Regions from separate parts of the Ovis aries genome. Here region 2 is linked to region 1. The links are chromatin contacts, called in public Hi-C maps. All regions are on one chromosome and are shown on one strand. Each heading gives the region's core, a stretch centred on a gene start, on an enhancer-like site or on the middle of the called end of the contact. The rest is flanking DNA. Distances are from core to core; before and after follow the strand shown. Region 1 has its middle 8.9 kb from the start of GARS1. Region 2 has its middle 42 kb from the start of MTURN.

The links. A called contact is a pair of places that touch in the nucleus more often than the background predicts.
Region 2: a contact with region 1 is called in a Hi-C map of hypothalamus, with 3 times the contacts expected there. The contact joins two enhancer-like sites. A contact is called at or near these places in 3 of 16 Hi-C or Micro-C datasets (hypothalamus and tail adipose tissue).

The regions. Positions count from the first base shown.
Region 1 is chr4:67,298,436-67,302,266 of ARS-UI_Ramb_v3.0, forward strand. No RefSeq gene overlaps it. Among named protein-coding and RNA genes, the nearest start is that of GARS1, 8.9 kb to the left of the region's middle. Within about 2 kb of position 1,661, at least 13 of the 54 cell types and tissues checked have an H3K27ac peak or open chromatin away from gene starts, as enhancers often do. A contact at or near this core is called in hypothalamus, where this site is marked.
Region 2 is chr4:67,707,976-67,711,806 of ARS-UI_Ramb_v3.0, forward strand. No RefSeq gene overlaps it. Among named protein-coding and RNA genes, the nearest start is that of MTURN, 42 kb to the right of the region's middle. Within about 2 kb of position 2,131, at least 9 of the 54 cell types and tissues checked have an H3K27ac peak or open chromatin away from gene starts, as enhancers often do. A contact at or near this core is called in hypothalamus, where this site is marked.

The DNA of each region.
Region 1 (3,831 bases), core at 411-2,910:
GCATGTGCAAAGCCCTGAGGTAGGAACCTACTTGGCCTGTGTAAAGAACAGTAAGAAAACCCATGTATCTGGAATGTGAGTGAAGAGAGAAGTAAGAAATAGTATCAGAGAGGTAAACAGAGACCAGATCATGTAGATCTTGTTGGCCATGTAAAAATAAATCATTTATTTTCAGTGCAATGGGAAGTCACTGAAACATTTGAAGCAGAGGAGTCAATGGTCCAATGTGTCTTTTACTATGTCTGACTGTGTGTGGAGACTGAGCTAGAATGAGATAAGAGTGGAGGTGGAGAGACCAGTTAGAGATAGTTACCTGTAGTTGCCTGTTCGATTGCCTGGATCAGAATAGTAATAGTGGTGATACTGAAAGAGGATGGGGCTTTTCAAGTTTCTATTGGAGTATAATTGATTTACAGTGTGGTGTTAGTTTCAGGTGTACAGCAAAGTGGATCAGTTATATATAAACCTATATCCTCTCTTTTAGAGAAAAGGGGATTGGATTTAGGAAATATTCTAAAGGCAGAGCAAATCAGACATGCTATAGAGAGTTGTGTTGGAGGACAAAGGAGAATCAGGAAAAGCAAATAACAAAAATGGACTTGTAAGCCAGTGGGTATATTTCCTGGTGTGGAAAAAAAAATGGGAGAGGTGCAGGGTTCCTGCATCAGAGGACAGGGATCCAAAACAGAGGCCGTAGATTAGACCTAAGGATGAATATGGTGATTAAGGACAGGAGAAGGAGGTGGAGAAAGTGAGAGGCAGACAAAGCTTAGGGGTAAGGGACTCCCCTTGTGTTGGTTTTTCTGAGAAGGAGTAGGTAAAGTCATTTGTTGAATGTGAAGAGGAGGGTTGCAGGGCTGTAACGAGGAGGGTGGAGAAAGTTTGTAAAAGCCCTTGTGAAGAAAAGTAGAGTAACCCTGTTCGGGCGGCAGGGCCTTCCCCAGTGGCTCCGCGGTGAAGAATCCGCCTGCAGTGCAGCCGGCGCAGAAGGCACAGGTCGATCTCTGGGTCAGGGAGATTTCCTGGAGGAGGGCAGAGCATCCCACTCCAGTATTCTTGCCTGGGAAATCCCTTGGACAGAGAAGCCTGATGGGCTACAGTCCATGGGGTGGCAAAGAGTCAGACTTAACTAGAGCGACTTAGCACGCACGCACACACCACCCCCCGCTAAAATATGTTGAAATCCTAACCCCTGATACCTCTATATGAAATCTGCAGGTTCTGAGATTACCCAGAGCGTCTTTTGTTCAGACAAGTCTTGTCTGTCTTCACCACCTGGGTTAAATGACTCCAAAGAGAGCTGGAGTCAGGATACGAGGGAGTAGTCCCCCGTGCTAGACGGAGTCCTCCAGGATGCAGACGTCAAGACAGGGTGAAGCGCATAAGGATTTTATTGGGGGGAGCTCCTATGTGAAAGGAAAGAGGGAGGAAGCGAGGAAAGCCGGGAGAACCACCAGGCCACAGGGAAGTCTGACCCCATGGGGAGGAGAGAGGGAGAGACAGCCGAGTGAAGCATCCTAGCCTGCCCTGTAGTCTAAGGAAGGTTCAGCAAAGCCCCTGGGAGTTCGGGAACAAAGTTGATAGTAGGGGAGTCCCCTGTACTCAAAGGAACCAGCTGCCTTAGTGCGTCAGCTGCGCTGTCAGTGGCAGGGAGCAGCCTGTAGGGGGCGAGCTTTGGCAGAGACTCAAGGATTTCAAAGAGCCGCAGCTGTGGTAGGAAGTCTGCCAGGTGTATTCTTGTATCGCCACGCCTCCCATCAGATCACCATCTAATCCCGGTCTGGACTGTTTGTTTTTGTTTTTTTTTTTTTTCCTCGTCCTTTCCAGGTCCTTTGAGTTCCAGCTAATGGAACATGACTGAAATTTGTTGTACATCACTTCCCAGCCTATGTACCATCCTCTATGCCTTTCCCTTTTCTGCTGGTTGGGTCTCAATGTCCATGTGTTAAGGATGGCAGAGGCTGGTGCCTTGGCGGCTATGGGGAACAGAGCCCCTCCCTGACTCCTTTCTGATAAGCTCTATGGTCTGTTGACACCAGCAAAAAGTGAGTTTCCATTGCATTTGAACTATGATACGTTCTGGTATTTACCAGAGGAGTAGACTTGGGCAAACTTCAGGAGATGGTGAGGGACAGGGAGGCCTGGCATGCTGCAGTCCATGGGGTCAGAAAGAGTCAGACATGACTGGATGACTGAACAACAAACTTGCTCTAACTACCATCCTACCACTGCATCACAAGTGGGAAAGATGGTCAGATTATCTGGGACACAGGAGGAGAGGGAGGGTAGGAAGAGCATTTGATTTACAAAAGTTCTGTCTGTCCATGACTTCTTAGGAGTGTGGAGTTAGACTACACACAGGCTGGTGGGGAATCATCCCGAGTGACTGGACTGACTGGTGGTCCTGGCTGTCTTCCTGGGTCAGGGTCTGTCTAGCTTTCTGATGCCTCTACTTCTTTACCTTCTCCTTCTCTGGCCATTTGTTGTCCAAGCTCAGCCGTGTGCAGACTTCCCAGGGGCCCCACCCTGGCTTTCTTCCAGCTCACAGCCCCAGGATCCTAAGAGATGCTTCCCAGACCTTAGTGTAGGAGGAAGGCAGTGCACATCTGGTCTCTGTGGGACCTGAGACAAGGCCTTTCCCCTCTCTGGCCTCAGTCTCCCCACTGAATAATGGGGAAACTGGCCCTGCTAACCTCTAGCCCCTGACTGTTTTTACTATGGGTTTGTGAACCTGCAACTTAGGGAAACACATGCTGAGAAATGGAAGGAGAGCAGACTTCCCTCTGTCCAGCAGAGGGGAGCATCTCCCCACAAACCAACAGCTCCGCAGAGCCAGGGCTGTGACATGCATGTGGAGGCCGGGCCTTTTGGGGCATTCTTGCAGGAAGTAGCCTCTGAGCAGGTTTCTGAGCACCAGGGACCCTGCCCCCAGAACGTGACCATAAGGAAGCCCTCAAGCCCCTTCTCAGCTCTTCCCTAAGGCAGTCAGACCCTCCATACCTGTCCTGTAGAGAGTTGGTCAGTCTGTACATATCAGTGGAACTCTGGCTTTGCCAGTTAGGTGGAGAGGGGGAAGCTTATGCAAGCTGGGAAGATAGGACGACAAAACCAGACAGATAAGCATGAGGCTCACCCAAGCTAGCTGTACGCCTAGGCCGACACGGCTCCAGCTGGACAGGACCTCAGACTCCCAGTTATGGTTTGAGTTGTGTCTCTCAAAAAAGATAAGGCCACCTTCCACTGTGACCTCATCTGGAAATAGAGTCAGTGAAGATATAACTAAGTTATCATTATGACTTGTAAATTGAATTTGTCCTGGTGTATGGCGGCCCTTAATCCAATGTGACTGGTGTCCTTGTAAGTAGAGGGCAATACGGGGGAAACGTGGCCACGGAGACAGAGGCAGAGATCAGAGTTGTGCTGCCAAAAGCCAAGGGGCACCTGAGGCTGCTAGAAGCTGGAAGGATCCTTTCTCGGAAGCTTCAGAGGGAGCACAGCCCTGCCGGTATTTTGATCTTGGACTTCCAACCTCCAGAACTGTGAGATGATGAATTTCTGTGAAGCCACCTAGTTTGGGGTACTTTATTATGACAGTCCCAGCAAGCTAATACCTCCAGCAGCCCACCACCACCACCTCCCTAGGCAGAAGCGCTGCATCCACTCAGTCACACCTCTGCAGCAGGCTTTGTTCTGTACGCATAGTGCTTGCTGTTGCTGCCATTGGTTTTAACTTTGATTTTGTGTGCCATTGGCTGGACTGCTCCTACACGTGACTCTCCTGGCACGTGTGGGCATTTGTGTGGTCCCTGTTCCACACATCCCTGGTGCCTA
Region 2 (3,831 bases), core at 881-3,380, 410 kb after region 1:
TCCCAATCAGAACCCAGTTCTGCCACCCAGTGGCCCAGCTTTGAGAAGATGTCAGAGCTCTAATACAGCTCTCTCAAACCAAAATCCCTGTTCCGCATCTTTGAACATAGCAGGGAAATGCCACTCAATTTTCTACAGGGTCTAAAGCAGAAGGGTCAAGTCTATGACTGGAGTGACCATTCCTGGGAACCAAAGCCTGATTCAATAGCCACAGGCAGAGGGGCAGGCCTGCAGCGGGAGAGTATGTCCGTACAGCACTGAGAAGGGGGTGCAATCCTAGGAGCAGGAATTGAGAACCAATTGGAAAGGAAAATGGAACAAGGAACAAACAAGGTTCTAAGAACATTGAATCCCAAAGGCCAGTTGTGCTAAGAGCTTTCATAGACTCAGTTACCCAGCACTGGTGGACTGGCCATAATGAGGACTTCAGGAATGTGCCCTACCCCCTTAGTGATGACTTAAGTTGTGGGGCTGGAGGGTGGGGAATGGTGTGGATGCATGGAAGATTCTTTTAAACAGAGAGTGTTGGAAAAAGAGGCCTTCGAGTTTCAGGATTCCTATGACTCTGAAATCAGGTGATGGGGGCTGAATATATATAGTTCTAGATGCAGAAACCTGGGTGACTTTATGCTATAGATTGAATGTTTGTGTTCTTCCAAATTCACATGTGGATACCTAATCCCAATGTGATGGTATTTGGACGTGTGGCTTCTGGAAGGTGATTAGATTGTGAGGGTAAAGCCCTCACGTGTGGGATTAGTGCCATTAAAAGGAGACCCGAGAGCTTCCTCACCCCATTCACTACGTGAGGACACGTGAGCCAAGCAGATCCTCTTCAGACACTGAATCTGCTTGATCTTGGACTTCTAATCTCCAGAACTGTAAAAAATAAATGTCTGTTGTTTACAAGCTAGTCAGTCTATAGCTCCTATTATAGTAGGTTGCACTGATTAAGAAACTTTAATAGAACAATGTCACATCAATCTCTCACTGCTGGCTTGGAGGCACATGAGCCATTTTCCTACTCTCCAGCCTTCCTTCTCAAATGGGGCCTTTTCTGAGCCTTCCTAGAGATGGTGTGCAGCCAGGCAGCCTTGGAGAGCAGCACAAGCCACCAGAAAGTGAGTGTCTTGTGTTGGGGGGTAGCTTCTCTCTCGACTTGGAAATTGCACAGAAAGTAGAAGGGGCCACAGCATATATCCTTGCCTTCCCACCAGGACGTGTCTGGGGCCAGGGCTGCTTCATGACTACCTTATCTGCGGATGACACTTCCTGGAGGATCACCCAGGGATCATGGGGTAGAAGACCTGTGCCGTGCATCCTCTCCTGGGAAGGGTGTCAGGCTCACAAACTGGGTTCCAGGACGACAGCAGGAAAGGCTGGATGAAAAAGTGATTCCTCATCTGTCATTCAAAGCAATGTCCAACTCTTTGGACTCATGCCCCGTCAGCAAATGGCTGGAACAAAAAATAAATAAAAACAGGGCTGTCACCTGGGTAGCACCCTCCCTGGGGTCAGCACCCTGGACCACACACCCAGGGTCTCACTATCTCATGCTGGCAGCCTCGGGCCCACACTGGCAGGTGGTGGCAGCAAAGTGGACGCCTTTAGGACAACTGGGCCTGTCTGTGGACACTGGCCCACCAGCTCCCACTTGGGAGTCTTGCAGCATTAGCAGGGATGGCTGTGAGTGCACCCAGCAAGGAAAACACCAGGTGTCACCAAAGATGAGCCAGTCAAACACATATGAGACACCCCAGAGGCCAACCTCAGGGTATTTGGGGTGAATCTGAGGAGGGCTGAGAACCGCTAAAGTGAGCATCAGAGCCAGAGAAATGAGAACTTGTGTCTGTAGCTGTGGCTCTCTCCTCACCCGCAGGCTGGCAGGTGTGGGGAAGATGAATGACATCAGATGAATGTCCAGAGGTTGGGAAACAGAATTAGTCACCCTGCCAAGAGGATCAGTTCCCTAGTTTCTGCCTCCTTGTGACATCACTGCTCCAAAGCATAGCACACTCTGGCACCAGATGAGAAGTTCTATTTCTAGAAAATCCACAAAAGTGCCATTGTCTTGATAATGAACTAACACACCAAGGTCATTGTATCTCCCAGCAGCTGGTCGGCCCAACTCCACATCTGTAAAGCTCTCCCGGGGCAGCAGGCAGGACCGTCCCCAGGAGAGGAGGTCCAAGCGGCAAACAGCATTCCTAACTCAGTGTTTGTTGTCTTGTGTCAAAATTCTGTCTGGAATCTCCAACACTAGCTTTCAAATGGGATTTTCAAGAGCATGTGGCCAACGTTGTTTATGCTTTTCCAGAGCTAGAGAGTGTGGAGTCAGAGCAAGGTTTGAAATGCATCCACGGGAGTCAGCTTTTGTGCATTAAGTAAAGGTTTGGCCAGAGTTCTGAAGGGACTGGACCATGTGGCTGGGCTGGATGAGTTCATTAGCACTGAGCTGGATGTTGGCTCTGGCTCACTGATGGATAACAGACCTTTTTTCAAAATCCTGGGAGGTGGAGGTCAAGAAGATGCTTCTCACTCACCACAAGAAGGGTGCTGGTTTGTGTTTCCTTCACGACAAGGGCTTTACACCAAGCCACTCATATTCCCTTACTAAGCACTTCTTGTAACCGGTTACAGGAGTCATTTGGGAGCTGACCAGAGTCAGAAATACTCTTTGAAGGAAGGAGAAAATCAAGAGAACTGGAGAGTTTAGCTCTATCACCAAGTATTGCCAAATCACCAAATTTCTTTTTGCTTTTTTTTTTTGGCTGCATGGCAGGTGGGATCTTAGTTCCCTGAGCAGGGATGGAACCTATGCCCCCTGCAGTGGAAGCATAGTCTTAAGTCCTGGAATGCCAGGAAGTCCCCAAATCACCAATTTCAACCATACTGTAAAGAAAGCTACGAAATGGCATGGGTTCAATATAAATAACGCTTTCCTTCACGAATTTTCCTATGAGTTAAGACTACTTGCAAAGATGAAGGACATATTTCTGAAGTAGTAATGTTGTCTATGAAAGGACTGCATTACATCTCCATGTTAAATTTAGATGAAGTTTGAATGATAAAGGGCTTTCCTAGTGGCTCAGACGGTAAAGAATCTGGCTTGTACTGAGGGATACCTGGGTTCGATCCCTGGGTCAGGAAGATCCTCTGGAGAAGGGAATGGCTACCCACTCCAGTGCATCTTTGAGTGAGATGTGTAGACGCTTGGTCAGGATTGTTGTGGTTAGGCAGATAATCATGTCACTGGATGGACTGGGATGCAGTGGTAGTTGTTAAGAAAGGGTCACTGTAACGGCTATAGGCATATGTCGTGTGGGTTGATGGGAGCTGGGTAGGTGTGTGGGTGCATAGGTACAAGCCGAGGTGGCTAGGCATGTTGCAGGGTGGGATTACGTGAGGCAGGTAGTGTGCAGCAGGGTGGGATGGAGCTAGGTAATTTGGCTGTGCCGTGGCAGATTGGGACACGTATTCTTGCCTGGGAAATCCCATGGACAGAGGAGCCTGGTGGGCTATAGTCTATGGGGTGGCCAAGAACTGGATGCAACTGAGCAACTAACACTTTCACTTGAATGATACAGGGCCCAGTGGCAGGTGAGGTGGGAGAGGAGGGAGTGGAGGCCCGTTGGGTGTGGTGGCAAAGCCAGGCCTGGGTGCGGTGAGGGTGGGGGTAGGGGGGAAGTCCTCAGTAAGGGGCCCCTGGTCAAGTGCAAGTCCAACCTGAAATCCCATCGCAGAGCAATGTCGGGGGAGGCTGTGTAGTTTGTGTCCCTTCAGTTGTTAGATTTCCATTTCTGATAACAGGGCCTAGGGGAGTCAGAAACT